Linked DNA regions of Danio rerio: region 2 is linked to region 1. A link is a contact called in public HiChIP or PLAC-seq data. All regions are on one chromosome and are shown on one strand. Each heading gives the region's core, a stretch centred on a gene start, on an enhancer-like site or on the middle of the called end of the contact. The rest is flanking DNA. Distances are from core to core; before and after follow the strand shown. Region 1 overlaps hecw2b (HECT, C2 and WW domain containing E3 ubiquitin protein ligase 2b). Region 2 holds the start of ube2f (ubiquitin-conjugating enzyme E2F (putative)).

The links. HiChIP or PLAC-seq counts read pairs in DNA pulled down with a chosen protein or histone mark.
Region 2: an H3K4me3 HiChIP or PLAC-seq map of embryo shows a contact between it and region 1, with 8 times the contacts expected there. The contact joins the promoter of ube2f here to the enhancer-like site in region 1. A contact is called at or near these places in 6 of 18 Hi-C or Micro-C datasets (caudal fin, embryo, hematopoietic stem cells and 1 more) and 2 of 4 datasets of contacts at active chromatin or transcription factors (caudal fin and embryo).

What each region holds. Positions count from the first base shown.
Region 1 is chr1:7,770,844-7,777,612 of GRCz12tu, forward strand. It overlaps hecw2b (HECT, C2 and WW domain containing E3 ubiquitin protein ligase 2b), which reads left to right. Exons shown (of 30, transcript XM_003197612.7): 30 at 1-291. Among named protein-coding and RNA genes, the nearest start is that of hecw2b, 95 kb to the left of the region's middle. Within about 2 kb of position 5,053, at least 14 of the 62 cell types and tissues checked have an H3K27ac peak or open chromatin away from gene starts, as enhancers often do.
Region 2 is chr1:8,054,054-8,061,384 of GRCz12tu, forward strand. ube2f (ubiquitin-conjugating enzyme E2F (putative)) reads left to right here and starts at 2,411. Exons shown (of 11, transcript NM_213314.2): 1 at 2,411-2,643; 2 at 4,306-4,446; 3 at 4,597-4,746. The coding sequence starts at 4,629. It overlaps si:ch211-93g23.2, which reads left to right. Exons shown (of 6, transcript NM_001145627.1): 5 at 454-591; 6 at 2,065-2,258. The coding sequence ends at 2,161.

The DNA.
Region 1 (6,769 bases), core at 3,803-6,302:
TTACTGATAATGTTTTGAAAGAGAAATCAAGCTTCAGAAAGCCCTTAAAGTCAACAAGAAATGAACAATTGTTTGGAAATATTACGATTTTTTTAAATAGTTCTGTCAAACAATGAATCAGGATTAATCACGTTCCAGATAAACGTTTGTATTTACATAATATATACAAGTGTACTGTGCATATTTATGTATATATGACTAAATACACAAAAATATACAAAAGAAATATATTTACATATATATTTATATATAATTTGGGCAGCATGGTGGCTCAGTGGTTAGCACTGTTGCCTTACAGGAAGAATGTCACTGGTTTGAGTCCAGGCTGGGGCAGTTGGCATTTCTGTGTGGAGTTTGCATGTTCTCCCTGTGTTGGCATGGGTTTCCTCCGGGTGCTCCGGTTTCCCCCACAGTCCAAACACATGTGCTATACAGTTGGGGAATTGGATGAACTAAATTGGCCGTAGTGCATGTGAGTGTGTGTGAATGCGAGAGTGTATGGATGTTTCCCAGTACTGGGTTGCAGCTGGAAGGGCATCCGTTGTGTGAAACATATGCTGGTATATTTGCGGTTCATTCCGCTGTGTGACCCTGTGTGAAGGGACTAAGCTAAAGGAAAATCAATGAATATAATTTGTATTATATATAAAGTAAAACAAATATTTCATACAGTATATTCATGCATGTTTATATTCACAGTGCACACAAAACTATTTTGTAAATATGAGCTTTTATTTTGGATGCGATTAATCGTGTTTAATTGTTTGACAGCATTGTTTTTTTTCTTTTTTATGCTCACAAGAGCTGCATTTATTTTTTCAAAATGCTTCAAAAATTGTGAAATATTATTATATCATAAAATAACTGCTCTTTACTAATATGTTTCTCGAATATAACTTATTCCTAATATGCAAAACTGATTTTTTAGCATTGTTACTTCAGTCTTCAGTGTCGTATATTATAAAATTTATTGAATATAATATATAATACACATAATTCATGACTTTTATTAATATTTGAGCAGCATAATAGAATTTCTAAAGGGTCAATGCAACACATACAGTTGAAGTCAGAATTTTTAGCCCCCTATAATTATTAGCCCCCTGAATTATTAGCCCCCCTGTTTATTTTTTCCCCAATTTCTGTTTAATGGAGAAATTTTTTAACACATTTCTAAACATAATAGTTTTAATAACTCATTTCTAACAACTGATTTATTTTATCTTTGCCATGATGACAGTAAATAATATTTGACTAGATATTTTTCAAGACACTTCTATACAGTTATTTAAAATGGTGGTTTGTTCTGTAGACTATTGAAAACAAATATAGCTTGAAGGGGCTAATAATATTGACCTCATAACGTTTAAAAAAAAAAAAAAATTATTCTAGCCGAAATCAAACAAATAAGACTTTCTACAGAAGAAAAAATATTATCCAACACACTGAAAATTTACCTCCTCTGTTTAACATAATTTGGGAAATATTAAAAAAAGAAAAAAAAATTCAATAGGGTGCTAATAATTTTTACTTCAATTGTGTGTGTGTGTGTGTGTTTATATATATATATATATATATATATATATATATATATATATATATATATATATATATATATATATATAAATACACACACACACACACACACACATAATGATATAACACATTCCTATAATTCAATGCAAAATTATATTTTATATTCCTTCTGAAATCATTATTAAGTTGTTAACATTTTTAAAATATAAAATAATACTTACATTCAAACTGCAAATCTCATAAGTGTAAAATATTCAACATAAATGATCGTTATTAATATTTGAGCAGCGTATTAGAATGATTTCTATAGGACCACGATCTTTGCATCACAAAAATAAGTTATATTTTAAAATATATTGCAGTGATAAAGTCAAATATTTCACAATTGAATATTATTATCCAACAATAACAAAACCGATTGGTTAAAAAATTTATGCTTATCTTTTTTTTTCCCGTGTCAATATATAGCTTTAGCTTGCTTGAATGTTTCCCCCCCTTTCCTTTCATTTTTTCCCCCTTCTCGAGCTCAAAAGTGTTTTGTTGTATGATTTGGAACTGGAATATCAAGCCCATAAAAACCATATCAATACATTCCAGATTTTTCATTTGTGTTAACTCAACCCGGCCTTTTACAAAACACTGCCATGGCTGCGGGACGCTGGATTGTACTCTGTTCTGAATGTTTTTATACCCTGAACTTTACGAATGAAATTAATATCACTTCCAGTGAAAACTGCTGTAGTTAAAACTGCCATGAGGAGGTCCATCCGGTTTTAGAAGAGGAACAAAAACATGAGCATATCATCTTCATCGATTGAATTTTGGCTGAATAGGTCATTAAACAAACCAGATATATCTTCGTTTTTTTGTATTAACGCTTTTGCAGTGTCGTGCTCATAATTGTGCTGAATGTACCAAAGGTTTAGGGCTGCCGTAGACTGTCCAATCACTTTTTCTACACCATTTATTTGATTAAAAAAGAGAAAATCTTCTTAAAATATATACAATTGATCACTCAGTTTTTCCTTTTTCACTGTACTGTTTTACACTGCCTGTTTTAAACACTAAAAAGCTGTAAGATGTGGCCACAGCTCTGATTTTTTGTTGTGAAAAATGGAAGTGTACATACGTATGGTTTATATGGTGTGGAATAGTTCAGCCAGAATTGAAATGTCGGATTGAATTTCTTGCGAGATCATTTCTTATAAGAAAGACAGTTATGTGCATCTCACCAACTGAGTGAACGATGTCAGAATGTCTTTATTTTGGTGAACTGCCTCTTTAAATGTGTCCAGCCTCTCTGAAGTGCAGACTGAGGTCAGACTTGACTTTCTTTCGCTTTTGCACTGTTCATGTGCTCTAAAACGAGCGGCTGCTGGTTGAATGACAGCTTTCAGGGCTCCACCTTTGAGTTTTTCCTCTGTTTCAGCACAGATGATTGTATAAAGTTGTTTATCTCACAGAAAATGACTCCGGGTCTTCATTTCTGAAATGGGTTATTAATGTTTTTGGTGTTGTTTTGATTAATGTATATTCATATCATGTAAATTAATGTATATTCAATTATTATATATACAGTTGAAGTCAGAATTGTTAGCCTGGCTGTTTATTTATTTTTTCTTCCCCAATTTCTGTTTAACGGAGAGAAGATTTTGTCAACACATTTGTAATCATAATAGTTTTAATAACTCGTCTCTAATAACTGATTTATTTTATCTTTGCCATGATGACAGTAAATAATATTTTATTAGATATTTTTCAAGACACTTCTATACAGCTTAAAGTAACTGGGTTAATTAGGGTAGCTAGACAGGTTATTGTAATTGTATAACTATGTTTTGTTCTGTAGACTAGCGAAAAAAATATAGCTTAAAGCAGGGGTCACCAATCTTGGTCCTGGAGGGCCGGTGTCCCTGCAGGGTTTAGCTCCAACTTGCTTCAACACACCTGCCTGGGTGATTCAAGTATACCAAGTAAGAGATTGATTAGCTTGTTCAGGTGTGTTTGATTAGGGCTGGAGCTAAAATCTGCTGGACACCGGCCCTCCAGGAACAAGTTTGGTGACCACTGGCTTAAAGGAACTAATAATTTTGACCTTAAAATGGGATTTAAAAAATTTAAAACTGCTTTTATTCTTGCTGAAATAAAACAAATAAGACTTTCTCCAGAAGAAAAAATATTATGAGATACTGTGAAAATTTCCTTGCTCTGATAAACATCATTTGGGAAATATTTAAAAAAGAAAAAAATAATCAAAGGGGGGCTAATAATTCTGACTTCAACTGTATCTGTCTGTCTGTCTGTCTATCTCGAGTACACTGTATATATGAAGAGTGTAGATGCAAAAACCTCTAAAAGCCATTTGATGTTCTTCTAAAATTAGCATTTTTCTCCTGCACACACTTGCATTGAATAAAAAAATATAAACTGTAAGATATTTTAATTTAATAGGAATCATTTATTGACAGCCTCACAGTATTATAATATCAATTTGAACATTAAAAATGTTAATAGTTATATATTTTTCATTTTTTCCATTGTCAGCATTTTTTATTTAAAATATCCAAAAATTTTGTATGATGACTGATCATATTCTATATTTACAAATATATAAGATCTTATATCTACAATATCTACAAAAGTACTTTTTTTTTCCTTTTAATATTATGCCGTATGATGATGGAACATAAATTTACCATTTCGACATTTTATTTTTACAAAAGCTTTCAGAAATTATAGACACTTTCAACTCATATGCAATATTTATCTTAGGCTAATATGCAATTTCATGTTTGTCACTTCAGTCAATTTAGTTTGGTGCAAAAACAGTAAGCTGCTTGTACCTGTATTATTCTTTAGGATATATAAAACTATGGGGCAGTACCTTTATAAAAGATACTGCAGGTACCCACAGTGGTACCTAAAAGGTGCATATTATACCTAAAAAGTACCTTTGAGGTACTTGTAATATGGCAGTCAGCAAGATGAGTGAAAAAAATGAGTGAAAACATATGCTGGAATAGTTGGTGGTTCAAGCTGAAGGAAAATGAATGAATCTATAGATAACTAGACCGAATAGATAATTTAATCTCTCATATTGACGCATTTTTCCCAGTGATGGATTGAGGCTGGAAGGGCATCCGCTGCGTAGAACATGTGCTGGATAAGTTGGTGGTTCATTCCGCTGTGGCGACCCCAGATTAATAAAGGGACTAGGCCGAAAATGAATGAATAAATATTGACGCATGCGTGTCCGCTTGTAGACAGCAGAGGGCAGACCAACCATACATTTCACCCTCAAAAAGGTCTCAAAACTCCTCGTCAGAGACTTCCTCAAAAGTCAATCTAGTCAGAAATATTAATTACCTTCAGAATCTCACCGAGTGCCCTGACCTCAGATCTGCTGCGTCTATTATGCCACAATAAAGTCAGATTTCAGTCCGCCTGACAATATGGCAGTCAGCAAGATGAGTGAAAATAGATGCTAATTAGCACCTTCCACCGTGAAGCGCTGTGCCGCATTAAAGAGCGTGTTGATGCGGGTGCGAGAAGCCATTTTCCCCCCGTACAATCACACGGGCCTTGATTGCCGGCTTTGTGAACGCCGGGTGCAATGAGGCAGTATTTTCAGGGTCCCTTAGAAACCCATTTCAGCTGTTTTATCTGTTCAGTAGTGGTTTGCTGACACTACCCATAAACCCTTGTGCTTTTAGTGTGACATGGACCATGCTCTATTTGTGTGTGTGTGTGGGGGTGACCCTGAAATGTAACAGCTGGTGTGTAGGATCCCGTGGGACATGATAAACTCATTCGATATATAATAATGCATTAGGAAGGTTAGTCTTTTTTGGACAAAATACTACAGTATAAGAGTTTATTAATGCATCAGATGTGTGTGCACAGATTCAGCATCAGTAACAGTTGTGTATTCACAAATGTGGAAGTAAATACGCACACACACACACAGATATATTGAGTTATTGACCTTGAGGAGGGGAAAAAATAAATAGTTTCCTGCAAATCATGATGGTCAAGGAAATGTGCATATGGTTGATCTTCCCTTGGGTGGGCTAAATAATCATCTAAATCTAGACTGATTTCCAGTATTTAGGAAAGCAGTAGCTGGCCACTTTATTAGGTACACCTTAGTAGTACCTTTGCCTTCAGAACTGCCTTAATCCTCCATGCCATAGATTCAGTAAGGTACTAGAAATATTCCTCAGGGATTTGTGTCCATACTGACATGATAGCATCACAGAGTTGCTGTGGCGCAGTGTATGATTGCCTCACAGTAAGAAGATCGCTGGTTCGAGCCACACCTGGGCCAATTTCTGTGAGAAGTTTGCATGTTCTTCCTGTATTTGCGTGGGTTTCCTCCGGGTGCTCCGGTTTCACCCACAAGTCCAAATATATGTGCTATAGGTGAACTAGATAGGCTAAATTGTCCATAGTGTATGTGTGGGAATAAGAGTGTATGGATGTTTCCCAGTGATGGATTGCAGCTGGAGGGGATCCGCTGCGTAAAACATATGCTGGATAAGTTGGTGGTTCATTCCGTTGTGGCGACCCCAGATTATTAAAGGGACTAAACTGAAAAGAAAATGAATGAATGAATGAATGAATGAATAATATAACGAGAAAACAGTTCAAATTGTGCTTCATAAATGCTACGTGGTGTCTGGTTTGAGGTTAGCTTCTTGTGTTGAAGCACAAAATGTCAACTCTGTTATTGTAAATTCAGTTTAACAATAAGTTTAACAATTATTGATAACAGAATCAAATGTTTGATATAACATTTAAGCATTTTGCATTACATTGATGATGGATTACTGTAATTTACTGTAAATTATACATTTGTTGCTTATTATTCCAATTTAAAGGGGAAATAATGTAAAGTGCTTAAAATGTATCAGCAGTTCTGGAATGAGTCTTACATATTGTAATCCTTGCAGAATAGGCTAAAGGTTAATTTTATCAAAAGGAGACAGAGGAACGTGATTGTCTATTAAGCTTAATATTCTCAACTCTTACAGGTCCAAGAGTTAGGCCTACATTGAGGAGCTGTAAGTAGCCTCGCACCAGTAAATACAATGTACAGTACAAAATCTGTTAATCAGATAAAGAACTGCCCTGGTATTTTGGTATGGTTATTATTTCTGCAGCATGCCGTAGTTCAAAGTAGAATTACAATCTGATATCATCATTGCACTACAGCACATTTTTAGGTAAAAGT
Region 2 (7,331 bases), core at 1,161-3,660, 280 kb after region 1:
TTTATATTTTTAATTTTATTTTCAAAATTTTAACTTTGATTTATGGCAATAAAGTAAGTTAATTTTAAATAGATTTTTAAAAATTTAATTTAATTAAAGCATGTAACATTATGTAAAGTTTACAGTAATTTTATTGTTCCATTAAGTTTGCCCTCTGTGTTAAACAATACATTTTGCCATCACAAAAACCATATTACTAATTTAATTAAACTTATTTTACTTATTTTTACTAGTTTAATTAAACTAATTAAACTAAACTTTGAGTGCTGAGAAAAAATCTGATGCAAATGTAGCAAAGCTTTATTATTATTCATTTCAATTGCGGAAAACTACAGTACAAGTAAATATTAATAATATTGGGCCTAAACACTTAGTTATGCAAAATTTATTTCATGCATGATGTAAAATAAACACTTATATTCACAGTTGAGTTCCTGTGTATTTTTTTCACAGGCATGAATGTCTGAAGAGTAGGAGGATTATGCCATTGTCAAAGTTCATTGGCTTGGTTGAAACTTTCTCTACTTATCAAGGTTTCCTGGAAAAGGATCCTGTTAAGGCCAAGAAACTGTCAAAGACCATCACTGACAGGTAAAAGTAAATATTTAACTAGTGCTGGCCAAGGATTAATCACATACAAAATAAAAGTTTGTTTTGACATAATATATGTGTGTGTATTATATATATTTACAATGTATTACACAAACATAAAAACAAAACTATACAAAACAATTTGTTATCATTCATTCATTCATTCATTTTCTAATCGGCTTAGTCCCTTTATTCATCAGGGGTCGCCACAGCAGAATGAACTGCCAACAACAACATATGTTTTACACTCGGATGCCCTTTCAGCTGCAACCCAGTACTTGGAAAAATCCATACACACTCATTCACACACATACACCACAGCCAATTTAGCTTATTCAATTCACCTATAGCGCATGTCTTTGGTAGAAACCAGAGCACCCGGAGGTAACCAACGCCAACTCAGGGAGAACATGCAAACTCCACACAGAAAATGCCAACTGACCCAGCTAGGAATTGAAGCATCAACCTTCTTGGTGTGAGATGACAGCGCTACCCACTGCGCCACTGCACTGCCAATTTGTATAATACACACATATTTTATCTAAATATAAATAAACATTTAGTCAAATATATTCATGCATGTCTGTATTTATAGACACAATTAAAATACACAGAACACACATTTAAGTCATGTCGAAACAAACTTTTATTTTGGATGAGATTAATAATGATTAATTTTTGCCCAGCATTATATGTACTTTAGGGAACAGATGATCACAGATGCACGGTTTACTTCATTTATTTAAACAAATAAATTGATTATCGAAATATGAAATGAGAATTAGTAAACCCCTTTTCTTTTTAAAATATTTCCCAAATGATGTTTAACAGAGCAGGGAAATTTTTCACAGTATGTCTGATAATATATTTTTTTTCTGGAGAAAGTCTTATTTGTTTTATTTCAGCGAGAATAAAAGCAGTTTTTAGTTTAATTATTAGCCCTTTTAAGCTATATATTTTCCCGATAGTCTACAGAACAAACCATCATTAAACAATAACTTACCTTATTACACAACCTGCCTAGTTAACCTAATTAACCTAGTTAAGCCTTTAAAAGTGACTTTAATCTGTATAGAAGTGTCTTGAAAAATATCTAGTCAAATATTATTTACTGTCATCATGACAAAGATAAAATAAATCAGTTATTAGAGACAAGTTATTAAAACTATTATGTTTAGAAATGCTTAAAAAAATCTTCTCTCCGTTAACATTAAACAGAAATTGGGGAAAAATAAACGGGGTTTAATAATTCTGGGGGTTTAATAATTCTGACTTCAACTGTGTGTTTGTGTGTATATATATATATATATATATATATATATATATATATATATATATATATATATATATATATATATATATATATATATATATATATATATATATATATATATTCCGTATGTATATATATATATGAATTGCCTTTTAAAAATAATTATTTAATATGATTCTAAAATTAGTTTTTTTTTTCAGGTTGTTGGAAGCAATGGGAGCCTCGTCGACTGACACAGAATTAACAGTGATAGTAAAATATTTTTATATATTAGCCTCTAAACCGCGTAAATCCTGACATGATCCTTCAAACCAACAGCTCCATCGAACAGCATCAAAGCATGTTTTGTATCTCTGCTCTGAAGCGTTTGAACAATAAACACTTCACTTAACACCACGCTTGGATTTACTGTGTCATGGGTTTAATATTGCAAAGAACTCCATAAAAGAATTAGCTAAAGTGCTGTAAAGTTAAGTGCCTCAAAATCTCATTTGGGCTTTGTACAAAATAAGGGCGGAATTTTATTTCTGGCGTTTGATTCCATACGGAACTCTTATTAAATGAACGGAACAACTTCCGGCTTCTAAACCGCTCAGGCAGCGGAAATCATTAAACTCGGCGGAACTAATCCTCGCATCGTTCCACTCAATTTTGTTTCTTTTATCGACGTTCAGCATATTTTATCTTGAAGTTGTTTTGGGGGGAAAACGTGCAAAATTCACGTCGGGTGTCCCGATTATGGTGTAAACAGGGCAGTTCAGTCACTCTGACAGCGGCAGGTAAGTGCATTATCGATCGCAGCCGAGTTATTTCACATATTTAGAGTTGTGTTATGAATGTAAATACCTTTTAGACAATATATTTAATTGTGTACGAAAATATTTAGCTGAATCCTGGTATAAATTATGCCCTGAGCGATGAGGATTAGATTGTAGCTGCTAGTAAACATGTTAGCAAAATAACGCCTGGTGACACTAACTGGTGAATATGAAAGTTTGAATGGATTTAAGTCATGCTAAGTTATCTGCACATTGAGTTCTTATTATAGACCATACAACATAGAAGTTGTGTTATAGTTTTAATATTTCATTAAAGGACGTTTTGTAATGGCATTAGAATGAGGGTAACAGATGGTAATAACATGCTACTTTTATTTATACAGCTGTGCTGACAGAACGCTCTATTCATCTACTATGGTATTACCGTGGTATTCCAAGGCATTTAAAATGAGCCATCGCTTTATTTCAGTACATGTTTAGAAAGAAGCTTTATACTTTATTTGTAGTAAGTTACAGTGGTATGGTATTACTGTGAAGCCAATGACATGCCAATACAATTCGCATTAGAGATTTCGTACCTTTGTATTTATTCCAGTATAATAACATACAGTTGAAGAATTATTAGTCCCCCTGTATCTTTTCTTCCCCAATTTCTGTTGAACAGAGAAACTTTTTTTCAACACATTTCTAAACAATAGGAAACAACTCATCTCTATTTAACTTATTTCTTTTGTATTTTCCATGATGACAGTACATACTATTTTACTAGAGAATTTTCAAGACACTAGTATTAAGGGTCTAATAAGTTTAACCTTAAATTGATTTTTTAAATATTAAAAACTGCTTTTATTCTAGCAGAAATACTACAAATAAGACTTACTCCAGAAGAAAAAAAAACATCAGACATACTGTGAACATTTGCTTGCTCTGTTAAACATCATTTGGGAAATATTTAAAAATGAAAAACAAATTCAAAGGGGGCTAATAAGTCAGATTTCAACAGCAACTTTATTAAAACATGTGTTTATAACACCCATATTTGTTGTTATTCAAATATAGCAGTAGTAGTGTTATTATTCTACAAACAAAGTTATAATGGTTTACAAATGATATTAAAGGACAGTCTGTCATGTATAATAACATCATAGGTCTTTTGAGCTTAATCGTATAACAAGAATGCTAAAGCTAAAATATGTTCAATGCAAAGAACTTAGTTACTGTCTTAAACAATAGCTGTCACAACAAATTATTAACATCAATAAATATTTCATATTTCAAAGTTTAAACTAATAATGCAAAATCAGTGTAATGTTTACCAGTCTTGTTTTTGTATCTAGACTCTATATCATAGGGTTACCAATCTCGGTCCTGGAGGGCCCGTGTCCATGCAGGGTTTAGCTCCAACTTGCTTCAAAACACATGCCTGTATGTTTTGAGTATGGATAATAAGACCTTGATTAGCTTGTGCAGGTGTGTTTGATTAGGGTTGGAGCTAAGATCTACAGGACACCGGCCCTCCAGGAACAGGTTTGGTGACCCCTGCTCTATAATATTAAAATATAAAAGTTATGTAGTTTGTAGTTAGCATCACTATAGTTTTGCTATGTTTTTAATGTTTTTATGACACTTTTAATATAGATTTACTTGTTATTCATTTTTTAGGTTTTTATGGTAATATTTTACAGTAAGTATTGCTTACTGTAAACTTTTTCTGTTACCTACATTAGTTAACTACCTTTTAGAAGAATAACTGAAAAAAAGGAGAAAAAATGTGAAAAGGAGTGCTGTTTTCATTTTAGTTGGGTAAGTTCAACTTAACGAACGTTAGAAATGTTTCTAAGATAAAGTTTAAGTTATAATAATTATAATAAAGCGGATATATATGTTTTTTAATACTTTCACTTGTGTTTGGTGTTCACTGATGGTCATTGTGTGTATTTGTGTTCCTCACAGGTGTGTTAGGGTGTGTATGTTGGTCTGCGGGGATGCTGACGTTAGCCAGTAAGCTGAAGAGGGAGGAGGGCGTAAGGGCCGGCCGGACCCCTGCAGGCTCTAACGATGCCGCTCATAGAGTGTCCATCAGAGATCGACTGCTCATCAAAGGTATGAAAAAAACACTGCCTGCTGGGATCATGACACACTGGTTTGCGTCTAGTGGTTCTGACCATTTTTAGGTCTGCCCTGATTTCACAGTCAAAACATGTAAAGATGGACAGGTTATCTGATGAAACTTCTGGAAAATACTTGAATTTCAGACATGGATTCAAGGCCTGGAAAGTAAGTAAAGACAAACATAGGTCCGTTTAAGTGCTTGAATTAAATTTTAAATTAATTTGCTTATGGTTTTTTTTCAACCCAGTTGTTGAATACAGAAAGAAAAAAACTGAGAAATTCTTAAATAAAAATATTGTAAAATAACACAGACAAATAATGCACATTTTATCGATATATCAGAAACTGCCTTTGAATATTACCAGTAGGGTTGGCCCGATAGACGATGCCTTCGTCCATTGCTGATGGCCGATAGACAACATGATGCTGAGGCGGCATCGCGATCCTCCACTCCCCGTTGCAAACCTGCTCAAGAAAAATACACACTCAGCCCCCGTTAACACTCATACGTCTTAGTTTTAAAATGGCATTTTAGAACAAAAATGATTGTTTACCTAGCATTTCTAAACTGCCCTCCGTCCGTTGAAAATTCACATCACCTGACCACACACAGACACAGCCACACACACTGTCATGCACTCATCTGAGCTCCAGAGAGCACTGCACGTTGGACAGTTTATCAATGATGTACCTACCGCTGGATCAGGTCTTACTATCTTGTCTCTATTTAATGACTCTTCTGTCTTTTGAATCTATCAGTTAACGTGTCACACCGTCAGTACACTGCTTCAATCTTTCGCTTTCACACTTGAACTTAGTAATTTTAGTGAAAACCTCAGATACTGTTGGTTGGTTGTTGTTGGTTTTGCACCTTTTTTACAGACCAAGTTTGTCGACGTGATTATAACGACAGATCACTCATGCCAGAGTCCTGGGGAAAAGTGATCATTTGTGTTTAAGTTATCTTTATTTATTTATGATTTGTTTTTGGGTTAAACAAATACCATGTGGGTCAGGTAGTTGAAGCGGTTGACCACAAATAATTAATTTGTTTTGAATAATTTAATTAATCATGAATAATTAATTTACCTCCGCCTATGACGACGATGCCATCGTCCATCGCAATATTTTACATTAGACATTGTACGATTCCAAATTGGTCGACATCGCCCAACCCTAATTACCAGTATTGAATTCAACACGTTTTATTGAAGTTCTTTGAGCATGACTTTAAAACGGTCAAGCGTTTTTTAAATTACTCTGACATGTATAACGTAACTATTAAGTGTAAGTGAATTGTTAAATGTTGAGGACTTTAATGACGCTGTATATGCTGGGATATGATTTACAAAGGTGCTTGATATAAAATTAATGGTGCTTTAAAAAGACCTTGAAAGTCACTGAATCTGCTGTTCATGGGGTGGGTGCGAACCCTTCTTTTTACAGAGAAAAACATTAACAAAGCAAAAATAAAAGAAAACTGATTACATGAAATATGTAGTCTTTCATATAGGAGGAGGATAAACTGTTTTTTTTGCTCACCACAATAGTGCTTTTCTGACTGTGCCTGATGTTATTGTCCATTCAAACCACCTGCAATATTGTTTGTTCAAACACTGCTTTAATTCCAGGTTAAGGAATGAGATGCTTTGCCAGACATATTCGGTGTGAAATGATACCATGTTAGAATGTTATGACAGGACACTAAGCAACCGAATGCCAATCATGTGCTTTATGTGTCAAGGAAACACCGTACATTGTATATAAACAGCCATTTCAGCATTTGAGGAAATAAAATACTGGTATATTGCTGTTAAGTTATTGTTGAAGGTCCTGTTTGTAGGTGTTTGACTCTTCAAAGGCATGAACAAACATAATATGTTGCAGATATTTAAGAAACATAAGTGAACATAATTATTTATTTGTAAAAACAACGCTAGTAACAATAGAATAACTAAGTCAGTTATCTTCCTTTAAAAAATTGTGTTCTGTGTGGGAATGTCTGTCTTTGTTTTGGTCTTTATAACCCACCCACTGCCAGTTTACCCAATCATATTTCAGCACCTTTGGTGGAAAACAAAACATATTTAATTTGTCAATATATACTAAGGCGGCTGAAAATGTAACCTCTGAAGGACAGTTAAAATAATTTTTAAAAAATCCCATGAGGTGGTTTTTAATTGGCAAATATTATAAATATTATAAATGTTATCGTTAGATGAGCAGCTTACATTACAACTTGATGTAATAAAGACAATAATGAACCTATTAGAAATAGGAAAACAATATGTTAGGATAAGCACATGAAGATGCATCATATAACTGAAGATGTTTTGGACAAAGCCACAACAAACACCTTATTCACCATGATATAACGGTAAATAAAACTAAAATTCTACTATGAACAGAATCTTGCAATGGTTTCCCCACCTCAGAGCTCTGCTGATTTGTCCACAGCTTTTGGAGCTGACAGTAATGAGTTGAACAGTGAAAGTTGAAGATGCTTCTAAAAAAAATGAAAATATGCGAGATACGAACGTTATGGTCAAACACATTGCGTTTACATTGAAAAAAAT